Regions from separate parts of the Columba livia genome. Here region 2 is linked to region 1. Evidence: chromatin contacts called from public Hi-C data. All regions are on one chromosome and are shown on one strand. Each heading gives the region's core, a stretch centred on a gene start, on an enhancer-like site or on the middle of the called end of the contact. The rest is flanking DNA. Distances are from core to core; before and after follow the strand shown.

What was found. A called contact is a pair of places that touch in the nucleus more often than the background predicts.
Region 2: a Hi-C map of crop shows a contact between it and region 1, with 2.1 times the contacts expected there. The contact joins the promoter of GSX1 here to the promoter of GTF3A in region 1. A contact is called at or near these places in 2 of 2 Hi-C or Micro-C datasets (crop and liver).

Annotation. Positions count from the first base shown.
Region 1 is chr1:23,069,595-23,076,192 of bColLiv1.pat.W.v2, forward strand. GTF3A (general transcription factor IIIA) reads left to right here and starts at 4,290. Exons shown (of 9, transcript XM_065050717.1): 1 at 4,290-4,506; 2 at 4,804-4,904; 3 at 5,442-5,538; 4 at 5,730-5,818. The coding sequence starts at 4,354.
Region 2 is chr1:23,248,342-23,254,939 of bColLiv1.pat.W.v2, forward strand. GSX1 (GS homeobox 1) reads left to right here and starts at 3,826. Exons shown (of 2, transcript XM_021286174.2): 1 at 3,826-5,420; 2 at 5,865-6,598. The coding sequence starts at 5,033. The coding sequence ends at 6,220.

The sequences.
Region 1 (6,598 bases), core at 3,040-5,539:
CTGGCGATGTCACTCTCATAAGCCTCAGCCATGCGCAGCCCTGAGAGAGGAGCTGCTTTGTGCCTTTCCGGCCCACCTGTCCTGGTGGCCAACACAGGCTTTGGGGGACTTGTGAAGGTATTTCACGGCATGAAATGAAGAATGCGTTTCTCTTGTCACTAGATGGCTCTATCTGCTTTCACTAAACGCTTATGGGTTTCTTTTTCTGGCCTCAAATGAGCAGCAGCGCTGCTGCTGTGTGCTTGCAGGGACACCAGCCACAGCTGGGAAGGTGAATCTCCTGGAGTTGGAAAAATGTACCTGGGTTGTGATGATGGTTTTCATTATGTTCTTGCTAACTTCTCTGAGTAAAATGAATAGAGTTGTGAGAAACTGCATGGTTTGAGATTTGTATGAAACAGATCCCTGGAGAGTTCTGGGTTTTCCTCATCTCAGACTCCTCCAACAGCCATTGCACTCCAGCCTCTGCGCAGTTCTGAATCAAAAAGGGTTCAAATTTGGGTGGCTGATGCACATTTAACTCAGGTGCAGGCTGGTGGAGATCCAGGAACTGCCTCTTCTTTGCGCTTCTTCAGGTGGGATGCAAAGAGGGGCTGGTTACCAGCCCACCCCTGAGATGACTCATATTGGTGGGATGATGCTTTCCAGGCTCCTTGTACACCACCAGCCATCCCTGGGGTCACCTGGCCCCTGCCCAAGGGACATGGCTGTCATCCTGTCCCATGCTCTCCCCATGGGACCTGCTTCTGTGCTGTGTCTTCTTGGGGGCTACAGCTTCAAGACACAAGTTTACCTTTGGAAGATGCTCTTCTTCAAGCACAGGGAGCTCACTGCCACAGCCTGTGCGAGGCAGCCCGTGGGAAGTTCTGGGGTGATGGGGGAACAGGGGGAACAGGGGCTTTGCAGGGAAGTCATGCCATTATTTGGCCCATGCTGGCAGGGGGGACACTCTCCTGGGATTTTGGAGCAGGCAGACAGTCCTGCATGCTGGAGCAGAGTCTGCAGCTCTGTGAGTGTTGGTGTTAAAAGGTGATGCTGGTATATGAGCAATCACAGGGGGAGTGCAGGGGAGGCAGATGGGAGGGCAAACCCTGGCTGTGCTGCAGGCAGAGGGCATGTGTTGAAGCCCTGTGGATGTCTGCAGCCTCAAACCCTTACACTGAAACGCATATTTTCAGGTTTTGGATGTCTCTGAGTAACTAAAAAGTTACTGTGGGTCTGACTCTGGACAAGAAATTATACCAGACTGTTGCTTTCCCCAGAAAAGAAACAGTATGTTGAAAAAGAATACAATATAGTCAGGGGCTCCACTGGCTGTATTGGCTTATGGCTGAGTATTTTATCAGCTGCCAGAACTCTCAAGCGTATTTGAGAGACATTCAAAGCAAAATTCCTGCCTGGAAAAAGTTACTATCTGAGGATATAATCCAAAGCCATGAACGACTGGGAGCATCTCTCTACTGATTTCAAAAGGATTTGAATCAGGCCCTGGAGAAGTAGTCCAGCATCTCTTACTCACACCTGTAGCCTCTGTGCTCTGAGGACACAACCCTTGTAATAACAACTGCTCACAGGGGTATTTTCAGGATCACAGCTTTCGGCTGCACAAATAATACAAGACACTAGTGACCATGGTGGAAAAGCAAGCAAATCTACTTATTTACATTATTAACAGGCACTTGAGGCAAGTGTTGCTGTCTAACACGTTTCTGACAGATTAATAATTCTGTCTGATGAAACAGCAATTATTATAGTAATGTTATGGTTCACTACAATAACCATCCCTTCGAGCCACCACTGACAGGAGAGGACAGGTGAAATTGCGTTTCTCCTTCTTCCAGGTGAAGAGACTACGTGCCACAGAAGTTCCCTGCAGGGCCTTGCCAGGAGAGGAAGGACTCCTACAGCTCCTGTGTGGCAGCTTCTGTTGCAACCCGCCTTCACAGGGTGCCTTGTTTTTATGGTCACAGGTAGCTGCAGGCATAATTTTGCACCTGCAGTTTTGGTCAGATAACTGCTGTCCTTACTGACCCATGTAATGCGATGCCTTGAGAGGCCGGTGCTGAGAGCACAAATAGTTGCGACTGATTAGAAAAGGCACCATTTGCAGAGCAGACATAATGGTGGGTGTTCTGCCCCATCTGAAAACTGGCTGTGTCGTGTGTCAGGGAGGACTGATAACCCCAACAACATCCCTTGGGCAGGCAGCTCCTTCTCAGAGTTGTGCCAGGAGACAGAGGAGTAACTTTGCTCACTTCAGAGGACGATGGTGGTGAAATGCAGGATTTGGGCCATTTTGTTTTAACCTGGTCTTGTCTGATCCTGTCTAAGGACTGGGTGAGCTGAATGCTTGAAGAGGTAAATCCTTCAGGGTGAACACAGCAAGACAGGGGCAGGACTAGGGCAGGGAGGAGGTGTTTTCCAGAAGAGGGCTGCTCAACACCCCACAGTCCATGTAGGGGCTGTGCCCAAGCCCTCCTTTCCCTCATCCAACTCAGAGAGAGCTTGTGGGGAGCCAGCTCACACAGTTGGGTTTTTCCCTTCTTTTCATACCAGCCATGGGAGACAGGTAGAGACAAAGGACCCAGGCAGTGATATCAACTGACTGTGTAAGGAACACCTGGGACTTGGTTCTAATTTGGCTTGTGTGACATGCAGGAGATTTTATTCAAAACAGGCAGGTCAAGATAGCTGATGGGAGGGTTGATGGGGAGCGGAGGGTTCTGGGCGCTGCTCTGCACAGCTCTGCTGTGCAACTTCCCCATCGCTTCCAGCCCATCCCTCTCGCAGACAGGAGAGATAATCAGGTAAGGTAGGCATCCGCTATGTCTTCTCTTGGGGGACTAGTCTATTGAGAGATTAATTAAAATCCACTATGCTCAAGACAGAAAAACATCACCTGAGAAGAAAAGGCTCTCAATGGAAAACAAGTCTTTGATAGCTTTTTGTGCTTCTTGAATACAGGGAAAGCCAGTCAATAAAGTTCCTTGTGGCCTAAAAGCAGAAACATCTGTTGGAAGCGGCTTGCGAGGCTGAATATAGCAGCAGGAAAGCCCAACTGATTAACTCCACCCTCTTCCTAACATGTTTCTGTGGTTCCCAGAAATCCCTAGAAAGGGCTCCTGAGGACACTGGCACCATTACAAGCCAGCTATAATTCTGTAAACAGAGAGATCAAGGAAACATTATCCTAACTGCAGTTCACCTCTGGCATCCAGTTTGCATAATTCACACATGCTTTATCTGCTCTGCCTTAGCTGTGGGACAAGCTTCTGATTTAGGAAAAGATGAAGAGCCTATGCTCTGATAAAGGAAATAATAAAGCTGGTGTTGAGAGGAGGAAGAGGGCTGGGGGGTTGGGGTCCATATGACCTTGCACTTGGGCTGGAGCTGGGGGAAACAGCAGAGGAGATCAGAGCAGCAATACACTAGACGCAGGAAGCACTTGCAGTTGGCTGGGGTGATTCTTCTCCATGTGAACAACCACCAGGGCCCTTCTCCCAGCCCCTGCTCTTCTCATCCACAATCATCCTAACAAGGAAAGCAGCCAGCGCTCTGGGGCTGGCCCTTGATTGCTTTTCACATTCTGATCTTCTTTCATTTCTGTTTATACCAATCCCACTGGATGAAAATCCTTAAGAGGAAGAGTCTTTTCTATCCTCTCCTCTGCATTGACATTTTTCAAGACGCAGCTGAACGGAGAGTAGGCAATCTCATCTAGGCTCCCTTTTCCATGAAAGGTTGGATCAGACGATCTTTCGAGGTCCCTTACAACCTGAGCTGGTCTGTGTCCTGGGACTTCAAGTCTGGTGTCAAGTGACAACTTTGTCTCTGACGTACAGAACAGCATGAGACAGACCGCCTTCTTGGTGGGAACCAGGCAGGACCACTTGCCAAAAAACCCCAACATGTCGTTTTAAGGACTGTGTTAGGGAAATATGCATCTCCCATCATGTAGTATGCCTTTTTCCCCCTCAGTGGCACATTTCTGCCGGGGTGACAGGGTGACATCCTGCACCTCACAGACACCTCAGCCAGGGCTGCAAACGGCCAGGCAACGGAGGCGGCACCACGGACCGGGACAGAGCTCTCCGGTGGGGAGGAGGCGGCCCAGCGCACCCGTCACGGCCCCTCAGCGGGCCAGGCAGGATCACGACCGCCGTGCCACGCTGGGCAACCGCAGCCGCGGCCTCGCCAACTGGCGGGCACACGGGACGGTGACATCTCCCCCCGTCCCACTGCCCCGCCAACCCCGCCACACCGCGCATGCGCCGATCCCACCCCAGCGGCGGCGGCGGGACGGGAGGCGGGAGGGGACATTTCCCGCTCGCAGGCGGTCACGTGTCCTCCCGCATGGCCGGGGAGCGGGCGGCCGGCAGCGCGCAGGAGGGCTCTGGCGGGAACGCGCTTCCCACCAACCGCTTCATCTGCTCCTTCCCCGACTGCGACGCCACGTTCAACAAGGCCTGGCGGCTGGACGTGCACCTCTGCCGGCACACGGGCCAGGTGAGCCGGGTTGGCCGCTGCTGGGCCGCGGGAGCAGCGGCGCGGGGTTCCCGCTCGGGCCCCGCCGTGAGGTTTTGTGGGACTGAGGTGCGGGGCGCCGTGCCGGGGTGGCGGCCTGAGCCGGCCCCTCGCGGGGCTGGGGCAGCCCGCTGCTCATCTTGGGGTACCCAGAACGCGGAGGCGCTGGCTGGGCCGTGTCTGAAGTCCCGGCGCCGGGGGTCCTGCCGCGGGCGGCCCCTGGGATCAGCCGAGCTCCCCAGGGCGGGTCTGGTCTGTGAGCATCCCTCTCTCTGTCAGAGGCCCTATGTCTGCGGTTACGATGGCTGCGGTAAGAGTTTCATCAGAGAGTTCCACCGGGCCCGACACCTTCTCACGCACACTGGGGAGAAGCCGGTCAAGTAAGGCCAAATTTTTTACTTCTTGAAATGGGTTATGCTTGTCCTTATGGAACTGAAGGGCAGTTAGCACTTGGGGGTGAGGGGGGTACAGAGCATGCATGCCTAGCTTTGCCACCCTGAGTACCCCTAACGGTGTGCACAGGGTGAGATGTGGAACCTCCTCAGCCTAAAACCTCCTGTCTGGCTGTGATCCGCAGCAGATGAGTAAAGGAATGCACAGATCTCTCCCTAGAATATAGAATTAAAAGGCAGAAGGGCAGTTATCTCCTATTACTAAGCCCTTAGTGGCTGCATGTCACGGATTAGAAGCTAGGAATTCCTACATGCTTTGTTAAAATTCTCTTCCAATGTTTTTTCCAGTGGCTTTTGATTGTAATTTACCCTCTGGCTTTTCATGTCTGTAATGCAAATTTTTATATTTGGGTTGTGAGTTCTGATTACTCTTTGTGTATTCCTCTTGCCCAATGATTTGTGTATCTGCCTAGGAAACAAACAACTGCTTGAGAGTTATAATAAGAAAACGCAGTTCATTTGCAGGTGCACAGCTGATGGATGCAATCAGAGATTTGTAACACAGGCAAACTTAAAGAAGCACATTAAGCGCAAGCATGAAAATCGGCAAAAGCAATATGTGGTGAGTAATTACCTTTGGTACTGTAAAGTGGAGACTAAACAAGCTCTTTTTTGCATATCTAATTAAATACTTCAACTTGTTATTATGCCATATTTGTTTGAGTTCAAATATTGTGATTGGGATTTCAGCAAACACATGTGGACTGGGGTGTCAGTATTTGGCCTCTAATGAAAACTTAATTTCCTAAATAGTGCGACTTTGAAGGCTGTAACAAGTCTTTCAGGAAACATCAACAACTAAAAGTTCATCTGTGTCACCACACCAATGAACCTCCTTTCAAGTAGGTGGATAATTTTAATAATGAACTATAACAATTCCATTTAAACACTGCAGGTGAAAACAGATGCCTTTCTCAACCTTTTTGTTGATGTGGCATTTTAAAAAAACTGCATTAATTTGTGGTCATGGCTGCAAGTACATTTCTTGTGCTAGTCCTTTGCTCAGTAGTCTGTTTTGACCAACAGCCTTGGTGTTCTGTAACTTCAGCATTCCAGACGTCTTATGATTTGTTACAGATTCACATGAAAAATAATCAACAAAAAAAACAGTTTTAAGTATACACAGTCTGAAATACAAGCATAAGAGCTTGCACAGCAATGAAAAATGCAGCTGTGTTTTCAAGTAAAAAGCAAACACTGAGTAGTAGTTTAAAAAGGTGAGAGGCTTGGACGCCAATCTGAGCAGCTGTGCATTGCAGCTCCATTATTTACGTGACACACCAGTATAGATTTGATGAAAGCAAAGTTTAGTCTTGTATTTCTTACAGGTGAAACACACTTAACAGGAGTGTTCCCCTTAACTGAAGTGCACTAGTGTGGCTGGGTGACAGACACAAAAATGCTGTCAGTGCTCTGCTGCTGCTCTGACAGGTAGATCTGTGCAAGCCACTTAAACCCTCCACTGTCTCTCTCTCTTTTATGATCCAAGAGCCTACTGAGTAGGGATGTTGTGAGGTTTGATTTGTTACCTCAAGCTTAACTTGCTGTATGCGCATAAATGATACTATAGTTTTAACTCTTGAGGGGATCAGAGTCCTCTATTAGCAACGTATTACGGAATT
Region 2 (6,598 bases), core at 2,576-5,075, 180 kb after region 1:
GGATTCTGAGGTTGAAGGAACATATCTCTAATGATTTAACAATTGAACCAGATTTGCAGAATCCATATCCAGCTCATTTTTGCAATTCCTCATCTTCATTACTCTCAAGAATTTATCTATCCTGTATGTCCTTTTGTCTTACGAGGTCACTACCAGTCTGAAATGTGGTCTCTCTATAAAAGCAAGAGTCTATTTCCAATTGTGTGAGTATTTAGGATGTTCGTATTTTTTCCAGCTACTTTTTCACAATTCCTGTCCAACTACTTCTTTGACGTCCCCTCCTGAGTGGAAGGACAAATCAGGGAGGGGAAACAGAGCAGCAAACTGTCTTCTTGGAAGGGGATTACAGGATTCACTTATAGACCCACCCTAGTAGCAAGCAATGGACCTGAATAAAAACTAAAAGGCAAATCTCTACCCTAGATATCTGCTGTTGAAAATCATCAAAGGAAAATAGTACAGGTCCTGGAAACCAGCAGCTTTGATTTGGTTTTTCTGTGCCACAGGTTTTACAAGCATAGAGGAGTTATTGCCTTGATAGCTTGTGGTGGAAATTAGATGAACCGTGACATAAATGTATCAGGACTTCATGGTGAAAGCCATTGCTGGCAGGCTATCGGATTTATACAGTGATAAATTAGGAAGGAATTGATAGATTAAGCTAGAGCTTAAGAAAAAAATATGGCAACTCCATGACAAACAAAACTGTGGGTTTGCCTTTATTTTGGAAGAACTGGAATTAAACACAAGCATATAACCTGTGTTTCTGGAAGCTTTTGCATTATGGATCACTGGAGGCCAGGAATAAGCCAGTGAAGGCTTACCCTGTGTTTGCCCTTTTCCCATAGACTTCCTCAGATTTCCATTACAGCCACTGCTGCAGGGGAGTTATGGCTGTACATAAGCTTCTGGTCTGATGTGATGTGGCCTATGTTTAGACTGGGTTTTATTTTTGCTTCTCTGACTGTATTCACAGACAGTGCAAAGTAGACCACTGAACAAATGATAAAAAGTGGTGTGATGTGTTTTTTTGGTTGTTGTTGTTTCGCTGTTTTTTTTTCTGCAGATGGTCAATACCTGTGTTCTCACCATTTATCTGACTGCTTCCCTTCCCTGAGCCCTGGCTTTGAGGGTGACAGACACTTCCAACATTTGACCCAAGTCAGTGCAAAAATATATAGTGAAGTTTTCAGACACTGAACTTCACATAAATACAGAGTGACACAAACACACCGCAAGCACCATGTTCTGCTGGTCCCAGATAGGTACCAGCCTTCATCACTTTGCTTTAGTGGTCCATCAGCAGAAAGGACCTTTCTTTACCTCTCCTCTGAGATGCTATAGAAATAAACACTGCAAAACCAAGTGGTCAGGCAGGCACTGCTGTGTCAGTGTGCAAGATAAGGCCATGAGGAAACACTCGTTCTGTACAGAGTACAGTTTGAGTCAGGAGCCAAAAATAATAAGTTTTGGCTATCTGTTCATACCGTTAGTGCCATTCAATGAAGCAAGAGACCAACGAGAAAAGTACAGTACACAAAAATCAAATTTGCTGATAAAGCAGTGATGTTTTAAAAAATATGTTTCTGGTTATTCAAGTAAACTCAGATTCATTCTGTGGACAAGTTAATTAAAGGGGTGCACAGGTACTTTATGGGCTTGCTCCTGGGTGTGCTTATCCAATGTAAAAAGACACATCCTTTGGGCAATCCACCACACGGTGTGTGCCTTGTGGTTCAGTAATGGCTTTGATTTACATTTTGTTATTTGCCATTAGAAAATAATCTATTGGGCTAGGCTGAAGAATATTATAGTTACCCACAAACCGTGAACTCTTCTCAGCTACTGAGGACATGTTCTCCTTGGAAACAGTGATTCTGTCCCATCCCAGCAGGATCCCATCATCACCTTGCCCTGCCCCTGAACTACTGCACCTCTCCATGCTTTCCTCAGGAACTGAAGGCGTGTGTCACCTCCCACCCCCAGATATTAATGGCAACATCCCCGGAGAGTGAGGGCCTCGTCACAAAAGGCAACGGCTGGTCCCCCAAAATTATGAGGGACCTCCAAAAGCCAATGTCCATGCAGCTGTCCCCAGGCAGTGGCAGTGTGACACCTTCGCCCCTCGCAGGCAGCAGTGATAGCGGCCTCCCAGCCCCCAAGGGCTCTGTCAGTGCTAACACTTTTGCCCTTTCCTTCTTCACCGCAATGATATCTGACCCTCCCTTTACTGAAGGCGCCCCCGAGCTGATGCGCACCTTAATACCTCCCTCTCCCTACCCACTTCTCCGGGAGCTGTGACAGAGCGTGCAGGGGACCCGGGCGCGGGGGTAGCATTTACCACCCAACATTTCTCTCCCTCCGGAGCCCAAGCGCCCGCACTTCGCGGTGGTAGCGGGGACCCAGTCCCTGCACGACCCCCCGCAGGGCCGGGGCAGCCCGGCAGCGTGCGGCAGAGCGGGCAGAGGCAGGTCCTGGCGGGGCCCTCCCGTTGTCCCTGGGAGGGCTCCCCCGTGCCCCCCAAGTCCCCCCGAGCCCCCTGTGTCCCGTACCCCTCGGCGGCTGTCTTTCCCCCGCGCCCGGTGCCGTTTTCGTTTGGTGGCGATCGCTTCGAGATGGCAAACATAGGAGGCGAATTTCCCCTAAGAAAAAAAAATGGCGAAAAAGACAGGGGAGGCCAGTTTAAAGATCTGGGATTAAAGGTCTGTGCTAGTTTCAAGCGCTCATAAAACCTCCTGAAGGATGCTATTTTGCTGCAGTCTGGGTTATTTCAGCCTACAGTTGCACAACAAACCATTTAAACATTTCAGCACAAAACAGATTCCATTGTTGGGCTGCACATTAAAAAGTGTTATTCGCTTTGAAGTTTTTGTCTAATGGCTCTAAACTGAAAGAAAATGTTTTCCTATTACTTAATTCAATCATAGCGAAGAGGCTTGGTAAAAAGCCCACGGATTTTGCCCAAAGTGTGACAGAGTTCTCTTTGTGTTTGCTTATCCTCTGCTGTCACACACTTTAATTCGCCTCTCTTTATCTGGCATTCAAAACTTTCTTCAATGACATTCAATAAGGTCCAGCGGCTGGAAAAAAAAACTGGTTATTTTTTGGGATATTCTTTCCCAGTAGCTTTGGGCTTGGTGTGCATTCAGGAGCTGTTAACCCTTTGCCTCCCTGCGGCTCGGAGTCCTGGGGTTCAGCCCCTGGGCAGCGGGAATCCCTCAGGCTGAGGCTGAATCCCCCCCGCCTCGGTGGCTGGCCACTTCTCAGCGGGAAGAGATGCCCTGTCCCGGGCATCAGCTCAGGGGAAAATGCTTTAAATTACCAGTTCCTAAAAAGAAAACAAAACAAACAAACAAAAAACCCAAAACAAACCACGTTAACGCTTTCAGGGGAATGGCACTTGGAAATCCTTTCTAAATCATTGTGGGACTGAGTTTTTACTAGCATTCGTTTTCCTTCGTTCTGTTTTTTTCGCTATTAATTTGTGCACTTACGTACAATTCTAGGCTCGGGCATCAACAATCTCTCGGCATAACTTCCATAGATTTCAGTAAGAAATGCGACTGCAGGAAAGAACAGCCTCTGCACAAGCCAGAAACGCAGGATTACACTGATTCCAAGGCTTTTCCTTCTCTTTATTTGGAAAAGTCCATCTGTTTTTGAGGCGATTTGCTGTAGGGAGAAATATCTCCACATTTTGACAGGAGTCGGCGGGTGCGTTCGTCTTTTTCTTTCCCGTATATTAAACGGGAAGAGCAGGGAGGAAGACGTATCTCAATGATTTTTTTTTCTTATTTGTTAGCATTTCTTATTCACCTGCAAAATCAAAAAGCTCCAGGGAGCCCAACGCCGAGGTCTCCTGGGCGGACGCCGTGCCGCCGCGCCAGTGCACGTTAGCTCTGATGAACGCGCAGAAATTAGCTTTATACCGCGCTGGAAGTTTTGCAGATCGCTGTGCTAACAAATCCAGACACTGCCGGTGTGTTTACGCTAATTCTCATCCGACGGGAGAAATAACACGTTTCCCTGTCGGTCCCCACAGCCTCAGGAACACTTAAGCGGGGCGCGGCGGTCCGGGGCGCGGCCGGTGCGGGACCGGGGCCAGAGCTGCGGTACGTGGAGCTCGACGGCGGGTGTTACCGCTAAAACCGGGTAGAGGGAACAGGTATAAAGACACGCGGAGAGTGCCGAGCACCTCTTCTCCCGCCGCTGAGGCGCTCGCCGTGGGTACCGCCGACACGGAGCGGTATCTGCGTGTCGGGGTTTCTCTACCCGCACCAACACACCCGCGCTGTTTGGGGCTTTCTGTGGCCGTTATCCGTACCCAGGCACCCACGCCCTCGCCGGGGCCGGGCGGGTGTACCGGCCAGTAGAGCACTGGCTGGCACATCTCGGTGTCCGGGGCCCTCGCCCGACGGCGGCGACAGCGATAAGCAGCGGGTCCCGGCACCGGGCTGGGAACAAAGACACGGGGCTGGGGACGGCAGCGGACGCGGTAACCAGGACGATGCAGCCTGGCGGCGAGGGGAGAGAGAGAGGCCGGTGGTTCTTGGGGGGCCGACCTGGTGCCACAGGTGGGAAAGGTGCCGGGGGACTGCCAGGGGAAGCTGGCGCCGGCAGAGACCGCGGCTGCAGGCGGCAAAATAAACAAGGGGGAGCGGACTGAAAGCTGGGCTGAAAGAGAAGGAGAGCGATAAAGAGAAAGAAAAGAATATTAAATCGCGAGAGAATGAGAAAATAACCCCGCCAAAGGGAGAGGAGGGGAGAGGCCGCCTGCTACGGCGTGGGTGGGGTCGACAAGAATAGAGTACATTATGCAGTTCATTTAGTTAACAAGGGAAATAATGAGGGAGCGTGCGGCGTGCATGCCAAGAGAAGAGGCACAGAAAGCCTATTGAGCGCCCCGGCGCCGCCATCACATGGCGCGGGCGCTATTTAAAGCGGGCGGGCGGGCGCCGTTCAGCACCACTCGGGCTGGCCAGCGGCGCTGCGCGGGTGCTGCGCGGACGCTGCGCGGGCTCTGCGCGGGGCCATGCCGCGCTCCTTCCTGGTGGACTCGCTGGTGCTGCGGGAGGGGGGCGAGAAGAAGGGCGAGAGCAGCCCCCCGCCGCCGCTCTTCCCTTACGCCGTGCACCCCTCGCACCCGCTGCCCGGGCTGTCGGCCGGCGCCTGCCACGCTCGCAAGGCCGGGCTGCTCTGCGTCTGCCCGCTCTGTGTCACCGCCTCCCAGCTGCACCCGCCGCCGCCCGCCATCCCCCTCATCAAGGCTTCCTTCCCCCCCTTCGGCTCCCAGTACTGCCACTCGCCCCTGGCCCGCCAGCAGCACTCCGTCTCCACCGTCAGCGTCGGGCACGCACCGGCGCTCTACCAGGGCGCCTACCCGCTGCCCGACCCCCGGCAGTTCCACTGCATCTCCGTGGGTAAGGGGGACATGCCTGGGGAGGGTCTGCAGGCCTGCATGCTAAACGCGGTCGCTTTGGGGACGTGATGGTGGTCCCCGGGAGGGACAGGACCCTGCCGAAGGCACGTGGGGCGGGGAATCCCTGCCCTGCGCCCACACGCTGGGTGAGAAATCCTGGCACCTCTATCTGCCAGCGCGCCGTGGGATGCTCAGGGGAAGCCCCGCTGCTGCCCGCCGAGCCTACGACCCAGGCGGTGGGAACGGGGGGAGGCGGTCCCGACACCCGGTGACCTCGCACTCCGGGCCAGCAACCACTTGCCAGTTCACCGTCCCCCCGGGGCTGGAGGGTTGCGGTCCCGCAGAGCAGGCGGCGGGGGAGCTCAGCGAGGACTGTCGGGTGCTCGGCGTTGCGGGGCGGGTGGCGGTGGGCCCGCAGGTCCTGACGGTGCGTTCCGCTTCACAGACAGCACGTCCAGCCAGCTGCCCAGCAGCAAGAGGATGCGCACCGCCTTCACCAGCACGCAGCTCCTAGAGCTGGAGAGGGAGTTCGCCTCCAACATGTACCTCTCCCGGCTGCGGCGAATCGAGATCGCCACCTACCTGAACCTCTCCGAGAAGCAGGTGAAGATCTGGTTCCAGAACCGACGGGTCAAGCACAAGAAAGAAGGCAAAAGTAGCTCCCACCGGGGCGGGGGGGCCGGCCACAGCTGTAAATGCTCGTCCCTTTCCACCACGAAGTGCTCAGAAGATGACGAGGACTTGCGCATGTCTCCGTCCTCCTCGGGGAAGGACGACAGAGGCCTCGCAGTCACCCCCTAGCCCCCCGCACACGCACTCTGCCCTCCCAAGAACTGTGGTGAAAGCAGGATGGGGTGTTCGGTCTGCTGTGGTGCTGACATGCAACCGAAGGATTTTATACCGTTTTGTATAATCTGTGTAATTTACGAAGGATTTTTCTGACCTTTCTAGACCCCCAGCCCATGGGGGTGAGTGTCCGTGTTGTAAATAAACAGCTCCCTAGGACCCAAGGCGCCCCAGTAGTGCTGTCTCAGTTGTCGCCCTGCAGGCTCAGCCCCGGACCCGGGAGGGTCCTCACAGACCTCCCGGTGCACCGAGCCAGGCGCGGATGCTGCGGGACGACGGGTGAAGGGATGCTGTACCGGGGCTCCCTCCGTTTACTCGGCTGTTCCCAAAAGC